Regions from separate parts of the Ovis aries genome. Here region 2 is linked to region 1. Evidence: chromatin contacts called from public Hi-C data. All regions are on one chromosome and are shown on one strand. The core of a region is the stretch at or near the end of the contact, and the rest is flanking DNA. Distances in the headings are between cores, read along the strand shown.

Region 1 (5,080 bases), core at 1,985-4,484:
TATCCTGGGGCCAACTAGCCCGAAAGGCAGGGCTCTCAGAGTCCCTTCTTCCAGGTCCCCAGAGGGCCTCCTAGGGCTTTGCTGCAGATGGGGCAGGGGCACTAACTAACTCGGGGTTAGCTGGGCGACCTCAGCTGACGGAGCAAAGATGCTTCTTGGTCTACTCCCCAAGTGGGCTTTCCTGTTTCCCCTCGAGAGCTGAAAAGCTTCTTCCCCTTAGGTGGGACAGGACAGACCCCACGGCTCTCAGGCAGACCCCTGTGCTGCTGTCGGGGGTGTCTGGGGTAAATTTCAGCCTGCCTCAAGCCTCCCTGCGGTCTGAGTGCCCTGCCCGTGGGCGTGGCAAGAAGGAGAATCCTGCCCGACCTCCCTGCCCAGCATGGTAAGAAGAGAGCATCAGAGGGCTCTTCTTTTGTTCTCCCCCTTCCAGACCCCCAACAGAGGCATCCACAGGGTAAGTCTAGTTCCTGGGCCCTACACATCCAGGCATTGAATAGGAGGTGGTCCCTAAGGGGTGTAGGTCCTTAGGAGTCTCTGGAAGGAAGCCTCCGCAGTCTCCCAACCTGGGCTCCCACCCTGCCAGGAAGAACAGAAAGAGCTCATATGGGAGAGGGCTGGCACCTTCTGGGCAGGGACAGCCATGCTCAGCGCGGGTAAGGCCCATTCTCCAGGAGTCCCTGGGCTCTTGGCAGGAGAGGGTAAGCAGGAAACCTTGAGCGCTCTGGAGATTTGGCTCAGATTTCACTTCCAAGGCTACGAGATGTTTCCAGGTCAGCTGTGGGGTGGGCAGAGGACTGAGGCATGGACCAGGAAGCAGATCCCCTTTGGTTTCATGTTCAGCAAAATTCTCACTTGCCTCCCCAAGAACACACCCTTTTAGCTGACCTCACTAAACATCGAGACAAAACGACAGCTGCTCTCCACAGAGCAAGGCATATAAGTACACACACACGTTTCATGCAATTTCAAGCAGTTCATAGATCCTAAGACTCTTTCACGGACTCCGCTCCACCAGAGAAGCTGGCCAATGACTTGAAAGCCTAAGGCCTGTGGAATCCTGGAGATGAACAGTACCCCGGGTGCCCTCCTCACCTGAAGAGCCGGGGCTCACGGATGTGCTCTGGCCCCAGGGCCACGCCCCTCATGTACTCATAGCACAGACCATTCTGGAAGGTGCAGTAGAGTTTCGGGGCACAGCCGTGAGCCCGCAGCAGCTGGAAGTTCCGGACCTCGCTCTCGCGGTCCACCAGCAGCTCCGTCCGCTCCCCGTAGACTCGGACCAGCACACAGTCCCGCATGTCCTCCTCCACGTAGCAGGCCACCAGCTTGTTGGTGATGCCGTCAGTGAAGCGCTGGCACAGGGGAGAGGGCAGTGCAGGGGCATGTGGGGCAGGCCAGGCGCCCCGTGCTGCCCCAGCTCCAGCACGCGCTGCTGGTTTGAATGCTGAGCGTAATCACACAGCACCTGCATTCTTTAGCCCTCTCATTTAGTGAAGAGCTCAGCACTGTTCCTAACCCTCCACCCTTTCCCAACGCTTGAGACAGACCAGAGAGTTCAAGAAAGAAACAAGAGCTTGGGCTCAGCCCAGACACACTTTTCCTGGGTCTGCCTCTGGTGAATGGGATTTGGCTGCTGAAGAATTTTCACACCACTTGGTGGGTAGAAGCCTGCCCCATCCCCCACCCCCAGGTCCCATCAGGCCCTAAAGGAAACCTCTATGGGCCAGAGTGCCACAGAGGGGGCAGGGAGTGGCCTAGGACGGGGGCAGCCTGACCTAACTCACCTCTCATCTCTCTGCCTGCCAGACCGAGGGCCCCTTGCCATCCCTCTTGCCCCACCCAGCGGCAGCGTTACAGGAGGGTACTGAGATTGGCACCCACCCCAGGGCCAGGTGGCCACAGCTCCTTGTGGCCAGAAGAGACAGAAGGTCCTGGGCTGGGAGAGCAGGTTCTCTGAGCAGGGTGACAAGGGGGAGTGAACCACGGAGTTTATGGGGTACAGAGTGAGAGGGCTGGAAGGGGCCTCAGGGGACATCTGAAGCAAGAAAAGGTGCGGGAGCTGAGGCGCAGAGAGTGGAGGGACTGGAAAGCAGCATGTTAGGCCGGAGCTGGAACTAACCTCAGGCCTGCCTGATGGCCTGACAGTTTTACAGCAAGGCGGGTTTTTGCTGTGGAAAGGTTACCCCTCCCCCTCTCCGAAAGGGTCTGTAAGCCTTCTCAGGCCCTGAAGCCCCCTCTCCCCGCCAGCAGCCCCACCAGCGCAGAGCCCCTGCCGCTCCAGCACGAGCCGCAGGTGCCCACTCAAGGCAGCAGCCCCCACAGGCAGCTCCCGGAGGGGCTGGGGCAGCTGAGGACCCTCTACCGAGGTCTGCTGGGGAGTCAGCCTGGGGCTGCTCAGGGAGAGACTCTGCCCGCGTCTGTGTCCCTACGCCTGTGCCCAGCGGAGCGGGGAGGTGCCCTGTGTAGGGGGTGTTGAGCCAGAGCTCAAGGCAGTAGAGAGGCTTTCCACCGGGCGCGGGGCTGGGGGCTAGCTCGAGTTCCACAGGGTGGCTCCCGGGACCAGCAGGAGCAGCTCAGAGCCCGGAGACTTCGCTTCCACTCTGGGCTGCAGCAGGGACACTGATGTGAGACGTGAGAGCGTGGGGGGCGCCCTTAAAAGTTCCTGCCTCCGCAGCTTTCAGAGCCGGGTGGGCACCGGCTTCTGGGCAGCGGGGGACACGCGCGCACAGCGTCCGGGGGTGGGGCCCGCACGCGCGGCACGCTGACAGTGGGCAGGTGGCCCTCCGGCGCGCCCGGGCCCCAGAGGAGGGGCGCGTGTGCAGGCAGGGCCGAGAGAGCGGGGAGCCTGGCTGTGCTCAGGGACCGAGACAGAGAAAGAAGGACCCAGGCACGTCGCCGGAGCAACGCCTCGCGTGCAGCAGCGGCGCGCACCTCTGAGACCCACACCCGGAGGGATGCCCGGCCAGACGCGCGCGCAGCCCAGCTGCAGCCCCTCGGGGCCGCGTCCCCGGCCGCCCGCCTGTTCGGCTTACCTTGGTCCGGACTCGTTCGGGCTTCCAGCGCGGCCGCAGCTCCCGGATGAGGCGCAGGGCGCCCGGGAGGATGTCGTCCTGGTCCACCGAAATGCCGAAACACGGGACGGCGGCGGCTCTCGGGGGCCCCGGGGGCGCCCCGCGGCCCGCGCCGGCCGCCGCCTCCATGCCCCATGCGCGCCGCGGGGGTGGCCCCGGCCCTCAGGTAGGAGGGCGGGCCGGGCAGCCCGGCCACGGCCGGCCCCTGCAGCCCCGCCCCCGGAGCGCCGCGCGGACGGGGGCGCGGCGGGGGCGGGGCCGGGGCGCGGCGGGGGCGGGGCCGGAGCGCCGTGCGGGGGCGGGGGCGCGGCGAGGGGCGGGGCCGGGGTGCGGCGGGGGCGGGGCCGGAGCGCCGCGCGGGGGCGGGGGCGCGGCGAGGGGCGGGGCCGGGGTGCGGCGGGGGCGGGGCCGGAGCGCCGTGCGGGGGCGGGGGGCGCGGCGGGGCGGGGCCGGGGTGCGGCGGGGGCGGGGCCGGAGCGCCGCGCGGGGGCGGGGGCGCGGCGAGGGGCGGGGCCGGGGTGCGGCGCGGGGGCGGGGGCGCGGCGGGGGCGGGGGCGCGGCGGGGGCGGGGGCGCGGCGGGGGCGCGGCGGGGGCGGGGCCGGGGCGCGGCGGGGGCGGGGCCGGGGCGCGGCGGGGGCGGGGCCGGAGCGCCGTGCGGGGGCGGGGGCGCGGCGCGGGGGCGGGGCCGGAGCGCGGCGCGGGGGCGGGGGCGCGGCGCGGGGGCGGGGCCGGAGCGCGGCGCGGGCGGGGCGCGGCGGGGATGGAGCGCGGCGCGGGGGCGGGGGCGGGGGCGGGGGCGCGGCGGGGGCGCGGCGCGGGCGGGGGTGGGGCCGGGCGCCTTCGGCCGCGACGTCACGGGCCGCCGGCCGGGGCGGCACCGCCTCCTGCAGCCTCGGCGGCCCGCGCGCGGGGCTTCCCGCGCGAGCCGGGAAGCTTGGCCGGGGCGCGGCGGGGACCAGGCCGCGGATGGGGCAGCCCCGGTTCGCTCCCCGACTTTCGAGGCCGCGAGGGGCCTCCTCCCTCCCGCCCCACCGGAGGCTGCGCCCCCGGATAACCGGGGCGGGGCCCGGGGAAAGCGCCCCGCGCGCCCCGAGTCCGCCCGGAGGTGTGGAGGTTCCGCCGCCCCCAGGTGGTTAGCTTGGGCGGCACCACCTGAGCCCCCAGTCCCTGGACTCCTGCAAGAGGCTCCGCGGGAGTAGGCCTTTTGGGATGGCGAGGGGACTGGGGAGATGCATTTTGTTGGCGGCCGTGCCCTTGGGGACCTCAGTCACCAGCCGACTTGGGAGAGCGCTCGCGGCGCCACCCAGGAAAGTGCCTGTTTCCCCAGGTGGCCCCTTCCACCTCTTCAGGAATCTCCCAACCGCAAGGCCCCTGTCCTCATCGCTGCCCAGAATCCCGCTCTGCCCCAAAGAACTTCTGGGCTGATGAGTGTTCTGTTTTTGTGTTGTCCAGGGCTGAAATGGGGCTAGTGTGACATTTAATTCAATTTTATGTTTAATGTAAACAGCCGTATATGGCTGTCTTATAGAATAGGATAGAAGATGTTGGGGGGCGGGGCGCTACTTAAGGTCTCGGAACCCAGGATGTTGGGAAAGAACCCTGACTCCAAGCCTTCCTGCAGCGAGGAAATACAGCTAAGCAGGCAAGAAGACTCAGAGAGTCATGCTCCTGGCTCTGCACAGGGATATCACAGATGTGGGAATGCTGCCAGGGAGAGGTCCTGGGATTCCATACAATCCCAACAAGCGGTAATTCTCGAGCTATGAGGTTTGCTGGGGCCTGGGTGAGCCCCTCAGTGCCTCACTTCTTTCAGTCAAAAGAGGGGTGAGCAGCTGTCATGAAGAGGGACAGTGTCAATGGCTTCATTTGGGCGGATACGGTGTCTTACTCCCCAAGCTACACGTCTCCCACAGCCAGTGCAAGGCGTCGGAGTGGGAGAACACCTAGACCTGAGCCCCAGGTCTCGTGATATGGAAGAGCGCAGTGCATAGATCTATGTGCTTGTGCA
Region 2 (5,199 bases), core at 1,826-4,325, 310 kb after region 1:
GTCACCTGGGCATTGTCACATTACTTTCCCTTAGCCAGAAAGCAAAGTTTCCAGAACATTGTCTGTTTCATATGCCTTTCCTCTCACCCCTCTCCCCCATCCCCACCAGCTTTCCCTCTCTCACTAGTGAGACTAAGCTCAGGATGTAAACCTACTTTTGTATAGCACTCTGCAGTTTTCAGTGCTTTTGCATACATGACTTTATTCAGTTCATGGTAAGCAGTGTTTTTCATTCTTAATCCTATGAGCCAAAGGTATTTCCCCCCATTTTATAGATATGCAAACTGAGTCTTAGGTTCATGAGTTGTTCATACTCACACAGCTAGGAAGCCAGGCCTCCTGACACTGAACCCACCCACTGCTTCTCTACTAGTCCGCACTATCACACCCAAGTTCACATCCTGGGAGCATGAGGAGCCTCAAGTTTATGGCCAGTTACAAGTTCCCCCAAAGGGAACAGAGGTCCCTCATTTTTATTCCTGTTGGCCAGCAGGGCTGTGCAGGCTGAATGACCATACACACAAGATACTTGCACAATGTCAGGCCTTGGTGGGGTGGAGAAATCAGGGAGAGGAGACCTAAGGCCCCCAAGAATGTGGGATATCTGCGAGAGCATCGTTACATCCTGGCCAAGTACGCAGGTATTCCAAGTCACTGGACAATCCAAAGTAGCACTCCAGGGAAAGGCCTGAGGACCCAGATAAGCGGAGCCTCCCTCACCAGTCTTTCCAGGAAGAGGGAAATGGACTAGCTCCCTTCTGGCCAGGGCTGAGAGTTTGGTCAGAGTCAGACACACACACCCATGCACACTCAGCAGTAAATTCAGAGCCGTGGAAGTCAAACCTTGGGCTCACCCAAAGGCCAAAGGGGAGGCAGCCACAGCTTCAGTCCAGGGCTCCGGCTCCAAGCCACCACCTCCTCAGCCACTGGCTGCCAGGCAGGGCTATAAAATGGGACTCGACTTAATTTTTCCATGGACACAACCCCAGAGGGGACCGCCAGGCTCTGGAGGAGCTGCAATTCTGAAGCCTCATAACTTCTGTGTTCTGGGATGCACAGCTGGAGAGCGAGAGGGGGGAGTATAGAGGGATCAGGTTTGCCACCCCCTGGACCATTTCTTTTCCAGTATCTTCCTGGGGCCTTGTGTGGCAAGAGAAGTTTTCATTCAGCGGCTGATACAGGGTTGGAATTCAGTGCAAATTACTTACATCTGCTTGGCCACAACCCATACAGTCAGGTAGTTTAGACAGAGAAGGAGGGGCATGTTGGCCCACTTCTGGAAGCCTGGGTAGTTGTGTGCTAAGGAATCTGGTGCCACGCTGGGACCAGCCACCCAGGGTACAAAATTCTCTAAAAGAACCGAGAAAAAAACATCAGGGCAGCAGAGACAATAGAGATTCCATCGCAGCCAGGCTGGAGGGACTGGGAAGCCATAAAGACCCCACAAGGGGGTGGAGACCAAGAGAAAGAAGGTCGGCCTGAAGAGCCGGAGCAATGGCAGGGTCTTCACTCGCGCCCCGCGGCCAACCAGGGTGTGTGCGCTAACCTCACATGTTAGTAACCTCTTCTCACAACCCGGGAGCCTGCCGAGCCCCTGGGCTTCCCACCCCACCCCACCCGGCCTTGGCAGGCTCCCCGGGGCTTCCTGCTGCTGCGATTGTGCCCCAACATCAAAGCCACCGCTGTCGGGAGCTGAAAACCAGAGACAAGTACAGGCCGGGGGAGCTGCGCCTCCCTCCAAGGACCTGGAACTCCGGCATGAAGGCCCCTCTCCCTCTCCCAAGCTTTCCCCTTTTGCTGCAGTATCCTTATAAGGCAGAAGCCCATTTTCCTATCTGCCCGCATGAAAAAAAATGTATATCTATTATATATTCCCTAGGCTAGATGCTGACTTTTCACCTACCGCAAGAGAAAGCACCACCCCACCACTCTCACTCCAGGGCAGGTTTTGCCTTTTATTTTCTCATCTTAAGCAAACCAAAACACCAAAACCATTGGCTGATTCAGGGCGCCTTGCCGCTGGGAGCCAGGAAGTGTGTTTAGAGGGAAAGGGGTGGGGAAGAGGGCGTCCGGGGTCCGAGACACTCGGAGACCCCAGGAGCAGGGAGGCGGCGGGGCCGCCCGCTCGGGTGCGGGGCCCGGGGCTCGGCGCCCACCGCCCACACGGCCCGCGCCCCGGGAACCCTCGGCTCCTTCCATTGTTGAACCTCGCAGCTGCCATGCTGCAGGGAGAGCCCCCGACCTCGGTCCGCCCCACTCGGCGGGTGATCCGCAGACGCGGGCCGGGTCGCCCGGCCGGGTGCGCGCCTTACCTGCGCCCACTGCGGCTTCCTGCGGTCGTGCGCTCGGAGACCCGGGCTGCCGGCTCCCTGCGGCTCCGGCGGCGCACCGCCTCCTCCGGGCCGCTCCCTCTCGGGCAGCACGCGGCGGGCGCCGGGCCCGGGGCGGCGGGGAGGCAGAAGGGGCGCGAGGACCGGCCAGGGAGTCGGCTCAGCGGAGGGCGTGCGCGAGCCCGCGGGGCCCGGCGGGCCCGGGGGAGACAATAGCGGCAGCCGCGGGCGAGCGCGGGGAAGCCATCTCCCGGAGACCCCGCGCACTGCACGGCGGCGGAGGCTCGGCCGGACGCGGGCAGGGCGGGCAGCCGCAGGCCGCGGCCCCAGCCCGCAGCGCCCGGAGCGCGGAGGAGGGCGGGCCCCGAGCCCGGCCGCCTGCCCCTCCCGCTCGGCTCCCCGCCTCCCCGGCCTTTGCGCTCGGGGAGGGAAAAGCAAGGCGTCGAGTCGTGCTTCGGCAACCCAGGGGCCGAGATCTCCACTCCCCACTCGCGTGAGGGTGTTTGCAGATGGTCGTTACCTTCCCCTGCTGGGACCCCTTTGCTGTGTGCCGGACGAATGCCCGATCATTCTACTGGAAATGACAGAGTTTTGAGGTCCGGGTATGGGTGGATGGAATTTCCTCCCCCCCATCATTAACAGACCGATGCTCGAGAGAGTCCCTACCTTGAGGTCGGAAGAGATGGCGGGGGAAGCTGCCTCTGCCTTTTGCACTTTTCTGCTTCATCGGTTTTTCGGTTCGCCCTAGTGGGTCGTGTGACCCGAGCCCCGTTAAATAGCAGTCTACAACCTGCGGGGGAAGGGTGGTGGTTGATCCTCCAGCCCAACCAGAGCAAGGGGAAAATCTTTCATACATTACGTTCTATTTAAAATTTTGACTCAGTACCTTTGTTTGAGCGGTGGTCTCTAGAAGAATTTTCCGAAGGGCTCCACCCAAAGATACCCATATAGTTGGCCAGCACCTCATTTGCATTCGGTTTGCATAATAACGATGCTCTCTGATCTCAAAGTGTGTTTTCCTCAAAACTTGAGTCTTGCTCTCCACCAGGATCCTCCTTGTTTCTTCCTTGCCAGACTACGCTCAGCACCTGGTTCTCAGCGTCCCTCCCCTGCCCCTTCAGGTGTCTAGGGCTCAGTACACCCAGCCTGAGGTCAGAGGCCCAGGACTCCCCTGCCAGGGTTCTCAGGGAAACATCTGCAAACCCGTGCCTTCTCTGGTCTCAAAGAAATGTTTGTTAAAATGCTACTCTTACAGTCTGTTTGGGGTTCACTGGAGTTTTGTGGGTTTGTTTTTTTTTTTTTAAGAGTGTCAGAAAGGCCTTTTAAAAAAGATAAGGGCGTTTTAAAATTTCCTAAATGGAAGAGACTTTAGAGCTCAAAGGAGGATAACTATTTTGGGGAAGGAAATTTGAATAACCAGATGAAGTCCTATGTAGAGGGAGAAAGCAATGTAAGAAGTGAGATTATGATTTGGAGGTACCTCTTGGGATATTGTTTTGTTCTCATATAAGGTGAAATCTGGGCCAGTGCAAAGAACCATTAATTGCAGGTAACCTTGAGTGAGACAATGGGAGAAGAAGCTCATGAAAAGAGAAGGGGCAAAGGCTCGTGTTTGTTTTCTGCTCACTGCACCGTGGCCTTGGGTAGTGCACTTCACCCTCTGAGCATCAATAGTTCTATTGGCTTTGTTTCCCACTCAAGCCTGTTGTGACGATCAAAGGAAAGAATGTGATGGACCATTTTGATGACCACAGCCTGTGTGTTCTATACATGTAACGTATATATGACACTATTCCTAATGCTCAAGAGCCTCAGCGGATAAAAACATGCATTCATTCACTCATTCACTGCGTGATCACAACACACATTTATGACTGCTTGCTATGTGCCTGTCATCAGGCTAAGCTCAGAAGCCTGAGAGGACACAGTAGTGTGGAGCCATCAGTGGTCCAGGGTTGCTGGAGTGGACAGTCTTCACTGAAGAGCTAACAGGATATAGGCCTGCCCGAGTTGCTGGGATCATATTGAAGGCTTCTTAATGCATCTTGGTAGGGAGAAAATTCTGTATTATAAGAGAAACCAGGGCATGTCAAAAAGTTTAGGTTTAGCCCGGCACGCCACAGAGCACCCAGGGTGCAGACTGGGAGTGCTGTGATCGGTGATGCGGCCTGTTACAGGAGGGTTTGGAATACATACTGATGTCTTCTGTTTGCCCCTGCAGATCCACTCTGGGCCCTCTGGTTTCCTAGAAGCGGTGGGCCAGTGGGGAGCCTTCTCAGAAGAGCGGGAGGAGGGAGGTCAAGAGGTCTGGACATTTCTTCCTTGGGCTCCTTCTCTTTGGGGTTACTGTGAGCTGGCTGCCATGCTCGACAAAGCTTCCTCCAGGTGTTTCCCCTTCCCTCTCCCTTTCCCTCCTCTCTCTTCATTTAGAGAATCGCTCACTACCTTCCTTCGACTTTCAGGCCAAGAAGTGGAAACTCCCTTTTCTGCTGGCCCGGGGGACTGCACACTGTTTCTTTTGGCTTTCTATACCCTGCTGGCTCTTCGTAAGTTGTTCCTTCAAATTGGAGTGTGCCATTTGCACACTTAGGAGTACCAGCTGGGAACTCACGGGAGGCATGGCTGCATTCAGGGCGCAAGAGCAGAGAATCTCAAAGCAGGGGCAGAAGTATGGGATGGGAGGGAAGGACAGATACAAGAGAGTCAGGCAGTCGAGTCAGTAATGCTTGGTACTGTACTGAATGTAAGGATCATCAGTGAGGGGTAGAGTGTGGAACTACTCCCCACCTGATGCCTTAATTGGGGGCAGGTGGTGCCATTTACTAAGTGAGGGACTGTAGTAAGACAGGGCCCAGGTATTGGGGGTGCA

Evidence for each region. A called contact is a pair of places that touch in the nucleus more often than the background predicts.
Region 2: a Hi-C map of liver shows a contact between it and region 1, with 5 times the contacts expected there. The contact joins the promoter of PIK3C2B here to the promoter of ETNK2 in region 1. A contact is called at or near these places in 3 of 16 Hi-C or Micro-C datasets (hypothalamus, liver and skin fibroblasts).

Annotation. Positions count from the first base shown.
Region 1 is chr12:1,777,115-1,782,194 of ARS-UI_Ramb_v3.0, forward strand. It overlaps ETNK2 (ethanolamine kinase 2), which reads right to left and starts at 3,235. Exons shown (of 8, transcript XM_042256911.1): 1 at 3,033-3,235; 2 at 1,093-1,352. The coding sequence starts at 3,200.
Region 2 is chr12:2,082,669-2,087,867 of ARS-UI_Ramb_v3.0, forward strand. PIK3C2B (phosphatidylinositol-4-phosphate 3-kinase catalytic subunit type 2 beta) reads right to left here and starts at 3,076. Exons shown (of 33, transcript XM_042256937.2): 1 at 2,997-3,076.